2 separate regions of the Columba livia genome follow, and region 1 is linked to region 2. Evidence: chromatin contacts called from public Hi-C data. All regions are on one chromosome and are shown on one strand. The core of a region is the stretch at or near the end of the contact, and the rest is flanking DNA. Distances in the headings are between cores, read along the strand shown.

Region 1 (6,052 bases), core at 2,071-4,570, 82 kb after region 2:
TTACACCTGTTTCTGTATCTTTTCCAGCTCTGTTATATAGTTTTTAAGATTCTGAATACTGTTGCTGATCTCAGATGGTACATTCTATGTGTATCAAGCACTTACATGACAGTTTAAATGCAATGTGTGGCTGCATCTGTACTAGCATTTTAATTCAGATCAGGACTGTGGCTTCAGTGCACATTTCCTGGTTGTCCCACTTAATATGCTTTGGTTCACACCACAGAACAGTCTCTGATAGAGCAGACAAACTGGAATTCCTTCTGGATGAAGCTAAACCAGCAAATACACTCCAGGAGGGCACAACTCATTCCAGCCGCTAGCAGGCATTTGGTCTGCAAGACCAGACGGGGACAGTTCAAAGTAATCCCTCCCCATCCTCCAACAGTCTTGAGGACTCTAATTTTTTTTTTCCCAAGCAGTAACAGTCTATCATCTTTTACCACTTACTCATTTTGTGGTTTGCACTGAGTGGGACGACCTAGACTGAAAGCACCTTGGTGCTGACAAGGATAATGATGATCGATACTGCAGAGCTACACAAAACTACTTGAAATTGTAAGTTTAAACACTACTCTGTTGATTTCCTTTCCCTCACAGAATAGTAACAGCAACTCTGTTTTTATTAAAAACAGAAGACTTCCATCACATCATTAAGCTACAACAGGATGTGCCTTAATGATGTTTACACTGAAAGAAAACTGAATGCTCTATCTTACAGCGACCTGAATATCCTCCAGTAGCTACCAACAGATGCACTGGAGTAATCTGCATCTATCACAGCACAAAAGCTAAAGAAAAAATATGAGAACTAGTCTAGAAGTATCAGTGTAGGAAGAAATGAACAGGTCACAGAATAGTAACATTAACAAACTTAAGATAGTGTGCTCCAGTTAAGGTCTTGTTGCTTAAACAACCTTATCTACAGCTTCCAACTCTCTCCCTGTATATACCCACACACAGCCAATATGTTGCTCCAGGGCTTTGGTGTCTGCAAGAAAAATTGGCTGCAGGTTGTTTGAAGAAGTCATTCTTCTTTGTGATACTGCAGTCTGGTGACAAAGACTAAGAAAACATTTTACAGTGCATTAACATTTTGGGCTGTTTCCACGTTGATCTAATTGCTTTCTGTAAAGATCATTTATTATATGTCTAGTCTGACACCAACAAAAGTCTGTGAAAGTGAAGCTGTTTGTACTTACTCCAGTTTCCCTCTCTAGCAGAGGGTAGAGAAGGAAAAGATTTTAACATATTCTCATTAACACAAAGCTTTGTCTTGAATTTTTTTAAGCACTACAATACTTAATATAAGAAAACTTCTGCAGACACATAAACACTTTGGAAAAAAAAATATTCAGGCTATCCAAGGTCTGCAGTGTATAGAGTACAGTAATTTGGGGCCAGGATCATTTCAACTGTCCAGAGATGAAATAATAAGGAATGAGCTCGTGCAGCAGCTGTGGCTTGAGTTACATGATATTCCAAACAAGTAGTCACATTCCTCTTTTCAAAAATAAGTTTTGCATGATGAAGTCAGAGAAGACCAAATTGTTTACATCCATTCTTGTTTGCAGACCTGGTCAGAGTTATTCATTACTGGACAGCTTCTGACTGTCTGGAACACCTGAAAAATCTACCTGCTTCCCTGGAAAAAACAGAGTTGAAGCACCAGTGCAGCGATGTACACCAAGAGTACATCCCAAGGTACATCTATCACCATTTCAGACACTACCGGTTACGTTTCAGATGGTATTTATGTAGACTGAGCTCCTTTACAGTGTTCTCCAAATGCTGTAAGGAACAACAGTCCAATTCAAGGTACTTCGTGCATTTCAGTCTATGCCACACCAGTTTCACTGTGACTCATTTCTGAAGCTTGCTAAAATGAAACCCAGAACTATTCCTGTCCTTGAGTTACTTTGTTTTAACTGACAATCCCTAAATCAGTTTAAGGTCTTTGGTCAATCCTCTAGGGCTTGCCTGGCTTTTCTTAGTGAATAAGCCACAAGTGCACACCTGATCCTACCTAAATGTGATGGAGGAAACGGAAAGAAGTGTGTGTGTGTGAAACAGCACAACAATGCTTAAACCTGGAAGCAGCACAGCACTAAGCATTACACAGCTGATGAGGCATCAAGATAAACACACCCCTTGCTTGAGCATTTTGATAATCAGAAGAGTGAGAGGAACCCATTTATAATGACAGACCACCTGAAGAACATTGCTTTGCACAAGTGCTGAACACAGATTAAGTGTAACAAACATCTGTGCTAACTTCTTTGGCAGTGTCCCTCTTTGTAGGTTGTATTGTATCAATTTACCACTCCAGATAGTAAACACAGACCATAAAGGGAAAATACTGGCATTTAAAAAAAAATAAAATCAAACATTAGTCAGTGATGCAACTTTTGCTCCCTAGCTTCAAAAATTACACTCCCAACAACACAACACACACACAAGATATAAACATGGAGAAGTGAAAGGTTCCTTAAAAATCCTGGCTTCAAACAGTACTTACTAGATTCAGACTGTCCTTTGTTTTCAGAGTCTTCACAAAGAGTCATGCACTTTACAAATAAACACTATCTCAATTTAGTCTTCCAAAGAAAACTCAGTTCTGAGCAAAATTTAACATCCACTCAAACTTAAGCTGTATTTCTAGCACAAGGTGTTAAGAATGTTTCTCACACTTCACCAAGTTTTTGGTACATATACCAGGAAAGTTAACAAAGAGCTGAAAGTACAAATCACTGCAACGTTACACTGGCTGGCTTCTTACTTCAGCTTATGAAACCTGCTGTCTTTGAAGATGCAGCTGAAACGCAGGAATACAAAACCTATGCAAGTGTTTCCTCTGTTCTTATGAAGGATCTGGGTTTTCTTGTCTTTAATTCAACAGAACACAACTTGACTGAGTTTATTTAATTTGAAAATCAAGCAATGTACAGCACAGAAAGTAGGATTCTTTAATAGAAATCCACATTTATGTTGAAGTAATTTTGCATAATCTAATTTCTTCTAATTTTTCAATATTTTCTTATGAACAAAATTGGAAGGCAGAATTAAATCCTTTCTCACCAGAGTGGAAACATGAGAGAAAGGCCCTATAAGAACACAACAAAACTGGATTCACTCTCACACCTACTGTCTATGTTCTCATATCATTTAATTGCACCAGGAAAGGCAATCTGTTTTTTTGGTTAAGTGCCTCTTTCCTTCAACAGGAAAAGCAGCTTGCTGAGGCAGCATTTCTTTTGTCCAACTTCCTAATGCAAAGTTCTTCACGGGTTTCCGAGTGAAGCGTGACGGCACTGAAAGGCTGGCACTTCCCCGCGCCAACGCGTGCCACCAGGACTAGCACATCAGAGGGCTCACGCGTACAGCTTGCCACCAGCTCATCTCAGTCTAATCCACTGGACTGGCTGAATGTTAAACTAACACTTTATCCCTCTAGAGCCCAAAAGAAAGTCATGCATTGTTTCTTTTCATCCTGCAACACCTGCTTAGATTAGCAAACAAAAACACGTGTTACAGAGCTCAAATGACAGCTACATCTGTGCAGCCCTGAGCACCACACATGGCGTCTAGGCCAGTCACAAGACGTTTTAACCCTGCTGGTGCCAGCTGTATCCTGAAACATTTGTTTTTTTTCCAAGTGTTATTACACAGTATGTGCCAAAGAGCAGCTGCAACTGTTTTTTCCATGTTTCAATAAACACAGGTAAGATGTGCAGCATTTAGGCTGATATCAAGTCTTAAAACTGCCTCCTTAGAACAGCTTCAGGTGGAAATATTCACACCACCATAGCTCAAAACAAACAGCTGTTCCTTATCCCAGCTACACACTTGACTACTGACTGTCACAGATGTATATATGAAGTGTGATGACACCAAGGGGGTTTTGTCAATTAAACCTTATATTCAGACAATGGCAAGGAGCCAGGCTAGTCCTGATGACAGGGAGTCACAAATCTAAGGACTGCTAACAGGTCTCTTCAGTTTGACTTTGCACGGCAGGCAAATAACATTTAAAAATGCAGAGCCCTTAACTGGTCTGTCTACTGACAGATCTTTGTCGGCTTCTTGCAAATTCAAGATTAGCTTTCCACTGCAGTCTGGCTGGCGACTTATTTGTAGTAAATAATTTTTCATTTAAAAATCCAGCCCACGGACCAACACAAACAGCGATGAAAATTTAACATCAAGCACAAGTGGCAATTCTCAGACACTAGGAAACAGCATAACAACATCCCTCCAAAGAAGGCAGAAGGCACATCCCTTTGAGAAACAGTGTCGTGCACTGCTAATAGGCAGGTGACTACACTGCAAAATTTCATGTGAATGGACACCAGTGTTTTCTCCCTCACACTGAGAAATGCAGTAGGACCCTCAGCAAATGACAACTGTGCTTGGAATGCCACAGGGGAGAACGATACCCTGAAAGTTTAAAAGCCACAAATAAGAAGCTTCAGTACTTTCCACAGCCATGCCTTCCTTTGGATGACAAAATGCAACCCAAGCAGCTCCAAACTACAAAGAACTAAATTAATTAACATCCAGCTGTTAATTGATTAGTTAGTTAAGATGTCAAAGATGTAATTGTTAGTTAAGATGTCAAAGTTGAAGGGGAAAAAAAATCCCACATATCTCAAAAGCCATTTCTGTTTATATCTACCGCTTATCGTGAGCTACTGTGGAAAAACTTATTTATTTGAGCAGTGATTGTTGAGAGTTTAACCCTTTTCTACTCATTCAGTAGAAGATCAAAAGGGAGCCTGAATAGATTAGGATCGTATGAAACTCAACACCTGAAGTTTTTAAAAATCATGAGTAAAATCCGGGGAGAGATAAAGGGGGTGGAAAAAGAATCAGACACACTGCTGACATTTCCAATTCATCTACTTCCAAAGGAGAGCTTTTGTTCTATGGATTAGAAAAACAGTTTAGCACTAATCCAAAACCAAATATATCAAATCCTCCTGTATGTAAGACAGCTCCAGCCATTTAGAGCTTACAAGCTAAGTAAAAAAATATATCAGCACTGTCTTCTGCCACAATGCTTGCATACCTGGTATGCAGCTCCAGGCAGGCCACCAGATATCAAGCTGTTTCTCCCCATTTCCTACCAAGCTGCCAAATGCCTTGTTTACTGTTAGAAATCCCATTAGAAAAGCCAAACTACAGCACTGTCTTCCTGACCCTCTAAAGTGACCTGGTTCTCACACTACATCCCACATGCAGGTAACCGAAAACTGTCTCCAGGCTTTGGTTATCAGCTGTCATCACAGTGAGAACTTACATCCAGTCCCATTGCTGGTGTGGGGCTTTGAAGCAAGGGCTTAGTCACTGGTGTTTTGCCGCTTGTTGAGCCATTTCCAGCAGCTGCAGGCAACGCGTTCACCGTGTGACTGTGAAGTGGCGTGGTCCCTCCGGTGACAGCGATGACGGGTGGGGAGGCAGGAAGCACCCCAGGAGCCCGGAGCTGCACCACAGTGGGCTGGGGGAGCACCACTGACGGACCTAGAACACAAGGACAGGAGTGCTCAGCGTACGATATTGAATGGATTTGTACATGACCAGTTTGTAGGGGAATACTGAGACAGGAGGTAGAAAGCCTTGCTTCCTCTCCAGTCCCACACCATTTATCTTAAGTCCAACTCTTCAGCATTAGTACCTTCCACAACATAGGAATGGCAAAGAAAACAACTCGAAAGTCTGCAGGACTCTTAATCCACCCTGCAAACCAAAACCACACATATTACAGGGATCCACTAAATCAACTCTCTCCCAAAACCCCATAGCGCTTCAAAGTTTATAAAAGTCAACACTTGTTAGAAACATTACTCATTTTGGTATTGCTAACACTTGATGCACTTGAGCAACTTTTTCAAAGAACTTAGTCAGCTCACCTCAATCCTTCTTCTTCCTTTTGTCCATCCCTACTTTATTGCTCTATTCAGTGGAAAACTTACTATGCAGAAGCAACTCATACTATATAAACCAATTCAGAAACAGCATAGAGGAAGAAGATAAATGAGAATCATGCAAGTTA
Region 2 (6,010 bases), core at 3,499-5,998:
GGGCACTAGTGTAATTTGGGTGGCCTCAAAACGCAGGGATGATCCTGCACAGCTGCACACAGCAGAGAAGGCATGTTGTGATGTGTGTGCTCAAGGGGATTTATGTTTTGAAACACAACAAGGTGGAACCTTGCCTTCATCACAGGGGCTTGCCCAGGTTTAATTACAGTGTGCAGTGGGGACAGGGACAAACAGCTGGCATCTCAGGGAGGCAGGATGTGTATAGCTGCATCCTGTGCTGGGGAAGGAAGGAGTGGGTAGGCATGGGGGGGTCAGGAGTATGGACAGTCACCTCCATTACCCTCTATTTTGGATTATTTTGGTCATCTTTTGTGCTGCTCAAAGCTGGGCTCATTTTTCCCAGCCATGCCTACACATGGGGTAACCATGGGGTAGGGGTTCCCATGGATGAAGAGCAGGGCTGTAGGGTCTCAAAGGCTGCCAGGGGAACTGGGCTTCCTGCACCCTACAGGTACTAGGGCTGGCACGGGACAGGCACCTGTGGTGTGCAGGAAACCCAAAAAGGTTCAAAAAGTCTCTGACATTGATGGGAAACTGCCAGGCCCCAGGGTGTGGCACTGCTTGCTGTATGGGAATAGGAAGCCATGAATTTCAGCTTAATATGATTATAAGGCAGAACCTGTATGAAGTACCACTTTTCTCATATTTCAGTAACCTGTCCTGAGCTTTGTACTAGGTGTCTATGCAGCTCAGCTTGGCACAAGTTCTCCTAAACCCAGCTTTACACTGGTCTCATAAGCTCTTACCAGGTTGAACCTTACCTGCCTAGGAACCTGGGGCTCATCCCAGCCAGCTGAAATATCTGACACTGCAAAACTCTCCTGAACTGCTCCACGTTTTTAAAAACAGTCTTTAAATTTTTCTTATTAATATTTCTAAGACATGCTTGTAAATATGTCTCCTGAGTTAAACAAACCTCCTCTGTCTTCCCAGGTCTTGTTGAAGGAGGGAGGCTGAAAGGTCAGGCTTGAAGTAGTTGTGCCTCCCAGAGGTGACACAGGTTGGATAGCCACAGCAAGATGTGGTTTCTGGAGCACGTGCCTGTTCACCCAGCTCTTGTTTGACTTGCAGTCATAAACAGAAGTGTCACTGCTGAGGTCAGTGGAGAAACCTCTCAAATTGCTGTGCAACTCAGGGTCACGTCATGAGCTTTCCTGTCTAGTCACATCACTCCGTGATGTTGGTTTTCTCCTTCAGCAGATGGAGGCAGGAGAGAGCTTCCCTCACCCTGGGCACCTGCAGCAAAGCTGTGTGGTGGAGCTGATACACGAGGGGCTGTCACTGCTTGCTGCAGCCCCTTGCCAGGCTACATGGTCTCCTGCCATCCAACCATGTGCTCTCCACCAGTGAGTGCCATCTGTTAGGTCCACCTCTCACTTCAAATGCCCGGTTATCTCCCTCCTGGCCCTTGACAGCCACAGGAGCATTGCCTTCGTGAGCCCCTGGCTGCTGTGGACAGCAGACACTGAACTGTAGAGCCCCAGCGCCATCATGCCAAACTCCACCAGCTTCTTTCCCTGTGTGCCCTCTGGAAGGCACAAGTGGACGGTGCTGAGGCCACAGCTGGAGTGCTGTGTCCAGTTCTGGGCTGCCCAGTACTAGAGGAGAAATGTGGACATACCGGAGAGAGTCCAGTGGAGGTCTCCTAAGGTGACTGAAGTGAGGAAAGGCTGAGCGAGTTGGGACTGTTCAGCCTGGAGAAGGCTTGCGGGGGGATCTCGGGCAGGCCGGCACTGCCTCTCTGCCCCCAGTATGAAGCGTTTTAATTGCAAAGAATGTTAACGAGTGACAGCCCCAGCACCCGCGTTTACTCGGCCGGGCCTGCGCGAGGCTGCGGTGCCACGCGGTGGTGCTGCGCCCCCGCGGAGCGGGACTGCGGCCGCCGGCGGCCCCGCCAGGCAGCGGCGGCGGGGACCGGCCCGGGAACCCGCCCGGGGCCGCTCGCCCGGGACCGAGCATCCCCCGGGAGCGGTGCCCGGGCCAGGGGAGCACCCGGCCGGCTCGGGGCTGGGGATGGCGGCGGTGGTTGTTCTCGAAGGGCTCGATGTGCTGCTGCATGCGCAGCCTCCCCTGGTCCTGCCAAGCTCAGCATCCGCTAAAATCAACATGAGTCACTCCCTAGACCTAGCATCGGGGGCAGCCCAGGCTTTAAGCCTCCCACCATCATATCCGTGGCCTGATTTGACCAGTAATGGCACACTATCCCTCCTGCCAGTGCTTTTGACAAGGCACTGCCCAAACCTCAGCATGGGGAGCTGCAAGGCACACAGGGCCATACTCTGCAGGGCTTGGTGGGGGACCGTTTTTTGCACCCACAGCTCCAGGCACAGAGATGCTCTGTTGCCTGTCACAGTGCTGATTGCTTTTTTTCCCAGAGCCAGTGATGTTTTAACTTCTAGCACCTGGAGAGCACCACCTGCCTTCTTCCTAGGGCAGCCCCTGCTCTGCATGAGACCAGTCACCCAGAATGGGACCAGGTGTGGGTATACTGGGGCCTCCTGCTCAGGCCAGGGTCCAGGCCAGCCTTTTTCAACAAGACAGAAGAGCCAGAGCCACACTTGCTTGCTCCACTGTCTTCCCATGTTTGTGGGTTTGGTGGTTTTGTTTGTTTTCTTTTCTTTTTTCGGTGAGGAGATTTTGCGTGTGTTTTTTGTGGGTTTTTTTGGGCTTTTTTTTTTGGTTGTTGGTTGGTTTTGGTTTTTCTTTTTTCTTGAAAGGGGAATGTTCAGACTTCAGAGATGACCACAGTGAACCCAAACTACCTGTCAATATCTCCTTTTGCCCTGAAAGGACAGGATTAAACTTGTCTTTAACCCAAGCTAAATACCACCAGAAAGGCTTTCTTCCCCTTATAAAGAAAAGAAATCAACAAAGGCTGTCAGTAATATGTGAAATCCTTCCTTTTTGTTCTGAAATAGCATGGTTGATTTGTTTTCCTTCTTTTTCCAGCCTTTGAAAGTGACCATTAGTAAAAGGCTTGAAAAGTCAGAGGTTCTGCTTGTTTTGGGACCTCTGGGGGCTCCTCTCGGCTGCTAACCCTGATGGTGACTGGGCTGCACAGGAGCCCAGCAGCCTGAGCCAGCTAAGGTCTCCTGGAAGCCCTGCTCTACGTGAGCTGGGGCTGCAGAAGCCCCAGTCTCGCAGCCTCAAGGCAGCCTGTGCTGACAGTCAGACAATCAGCTTCCCCTAGTTCCAGAAGCTCAGCTGTTGTCATCATGGAGCGATGGAAACAGAGCTGAAGGAACTGGTGCCCAAGGGATGTTTTATCCTTGAGGGAGGCTGGTGGGGGAGAGGCTTTTAGAAGTGGCTTGGCCTTCTTATAGCTCTCCAATTGCCCAAAGGATGTCTGTCCTTGTCCTCCCATCCTCACTGTCTCCTTCCCCTCCCGCTCTGTTCTGCTCAGCCTTTCTGCAGGCACTCATGCATCCCTGCCCCCTTCTCCACAAGCTTTGCTTCCCAGGGAGGGTGGAGGAGGTGGGGGCACAGCGCCATGCCACACCAAGCCTGTGGTCCTGGCCCTGGAGCCAGCAACTTCCCTGTGCCACAGTGACTTCCTCTCTCACACAAGATGTTTTCTTTGTGTCTGTCAGCTCCATCGCTCTGGCCTGTCCATGGGATGTGAGAGCTGGAGCCCCCCTAGAGATGTGATTTGTCCCAGAGCTGCAGGCACCAGGTTTGAGGTGGTTTTGGGACACACGCATGTTAAGGGCTGGAGGTGCTGTGCTGGTGCACAGCCTTGCTTCAGCAAAGAGCTTTGTGTGGCTTCTCGTGCTACCCACTGTGCTTGTGGTTTCTCTCTCTGACCTGTGGGCACATTTTTAGGCAAATGGAAGCCTGTGCAATACATGGGGTGTGGTGCTGGCATGTGTTTGATTGCCATCGGTACGTTTGTGAGGGAATCTCAGGTTTCATCATTAATTTAGCAAGGTCCAGACATCATCACCACAGTGCAGACACCTACGCAGTGGAGGATGCTGTGCCTGTGCTTTCCCCGGGAACAGTGCGTCCAGGACATTTCCGTTTGGCAGGAGATGCAGAAGGATATAGGACTGCCAGAGCACGGCTGTTTCCCAAAGGCATCAGCCCGAATTTCAGTAAGAATGCAGAGGTCTGCACTCATGGCTATGGGCCTGTCTTGGAAACATCAACTGCTTGTGTGACCCCAGCACACACAGTGTTACTGGAGAGCTGCAGGCATGGTGTGCCATGCTGTGCTATCAGGATGGCTTCCCCATGACCCAAAGCATGCAGAGGATGAGAGCCAGGCTGTTACCAGAGATAGGAAATGATCCAGGCAGGCTGTAAAGATGGCTTTCTGTCCCCCACCAGCTCCCTGGAAACCCCCAGGGGTGGGATGTGCAGGTTTGCTTGGTGCAGAAAGGCAATACAGGTATTTTGGGAAGATGTGCTGCGAGGTGGGTGGTGGCCCCCCCAGAGAAGCCCTTTGTGCAGGAGGTCATCACAACCTGCTTCGAGCAGATGATGCCCAGGTCCCTGCAGCCTCCCACTCCCTCCTGGCCCCAGCCTTCCCCCCGGGACAGGGCTCTCCCTTTCCCACGGAGGCAGCTTGAGCACCAGGCCCACGCACGGCCGCCGCCGCCCCGCCAGGCTAGGGGTGGGCTGCGGGAAGCCCCCGCCACGGGTGGGAAGCACCGCCCGGAGCGGCCCCGTCCCCGCCCCGCCGCCCTCTCGGCCCCGCCCGGGGGCCCGTCCCGCCGCGGAGGGAGGACCGGAGAGAGGGAGGGAGAACCGGAGAGAGGGAGGGAAGACCGGAGAAAGGGAGGGAAGACCGGAGAAAGGGAGGGAGGACCGGGGCGGGAGCCCGGCCCCGCCCGCCGCGCCGCACCTGAGCGATCAGCGGCGGCTCCGCGCCGGCCTTGGTCCTGGCCCTGGTCCCGGCCCCCTCCGCCGCCCGCCCATGGCTCGGCCGTTGCCGTTGCTGCTCTGCCTGGCCGTGCTGGGCGCCGGCTGCCGGGCAGAGTCTCCCCCCACCGGTACGGCCGGGCCCTCCGCCGAGCCGCTGCAGGACGAGGCGGACAACCAGGAGAACATCCTCTCCCAGGTATCTACGGGGGATGCGGGGCACCTCGGGGGATGCTGGACAACTCAGAGGGTACTGGGTACCCACGGCGCAGGGCTGTGCGCACCGCGGGAGGTGCTGCTGTGTGCTGCGGTACCCAGCCGGGGGATGCTGTGCACACCCTCGGTGATACTGGATGTACATGCTCGATGGTGCTGAGAGATGCTGTGCACTCGCTGGCAGTGCTGGGTGAGTGCAACTGCAGGGAGTTTTGTTATCGGGGGTACAGTGAACCCACTGAAGCACAACAGGGAGTAGTTCACAGACTCCATCCTATTGTTTCCCAGGGGGTACTTAATAAATAGGGAACTCCTTGGGAGAGGAATTGGTGGAGCCTCTTTGTGTACTGAGGGGAGGGATCCAGACTCTTTCCCCGCCAGCGGGATGCGGTGGAGGTTTCTGTTAGATTTGGCTGATTGGACTGTGTGCTATTATCTGCCCTCGGAAATGGCTAACGTGGAGACTATTGGAAACATACCGCCAAAGTTATTTTTGTGCTTGGGCTTTCAGAAGTGCTGTCTGCAAATCTCCGTAAAGGAAATTCCTGGCATTGTATGGGCCTAATCAGAAATACTGTTTCACCACCAGGTTACACTGCTTAAGGCTTTCAGTCGCCCTTTCAGCGCACCCTTACCATGTTTACCTGTGTAAAGAAATCTTGCTCAGGGTAGCAGGTGACCTAGTGGGTCTACTGGACACAGAACACTAGAAAACAGCAGGGTGCAGTTTGTATTTAAAATTCAAAGCAACTAGGTCCATTTTACACGAAGTAGAATAAAAAATACCCTGTTGGAAGAAGCCAGTTCGTATTCCCCTTGTAGGTAGGGATCATAAAGCTCTGCACTCTCTAGAAAACTTCTTGGACAGCAGATTTTGGAAGAGCTGTCCAGTTTCTTCAAGGTTCAGGGT

What was found. A called contact is a pair of places that touch in the nucleus more often than the background predicts.
Region 1: a contact with region 2 is called in a Hi-C map of crop, with 2.7 times the contacts expected there. The contact joins the enhancer-like site here to the promoter of OLFML2B in region 2. A contact is called at or near these places in 2 of 2 Hi-C or Micro-C datasets (crop and liver).

The regions. Positions count from the first base shown.
Region 1 is chr8:17,052,456-17,058,507 of bColLiv1.pat.W.v2, forward strand. ATF6 (activating transcription factor 6) reads right to left here. Exons shown (of 16, transcript XM_065072315.1): 7 at 5,300-5,520. Among named protein-coding and RNA genes, the nearest start is that of ATF6, 9.0 kb to the right of the region's middle. Within about 2 kb of position 3,321, at least 1 of the 3 cell types and tissues checked has an H3K27ac peak away from gene starts, as active enhancers do.
Region 2 is chr8:16,969,308-16,975,317 of bColLiv1.pat.W.v2, forward strand. OLFML2B (olfactomedin like 2B) reads left to right here and starts at 4,749. Exons shown (of 8, transcript XM_065072313.1): 1 at 4,749-5,083. The coding sequence starts at 4,940.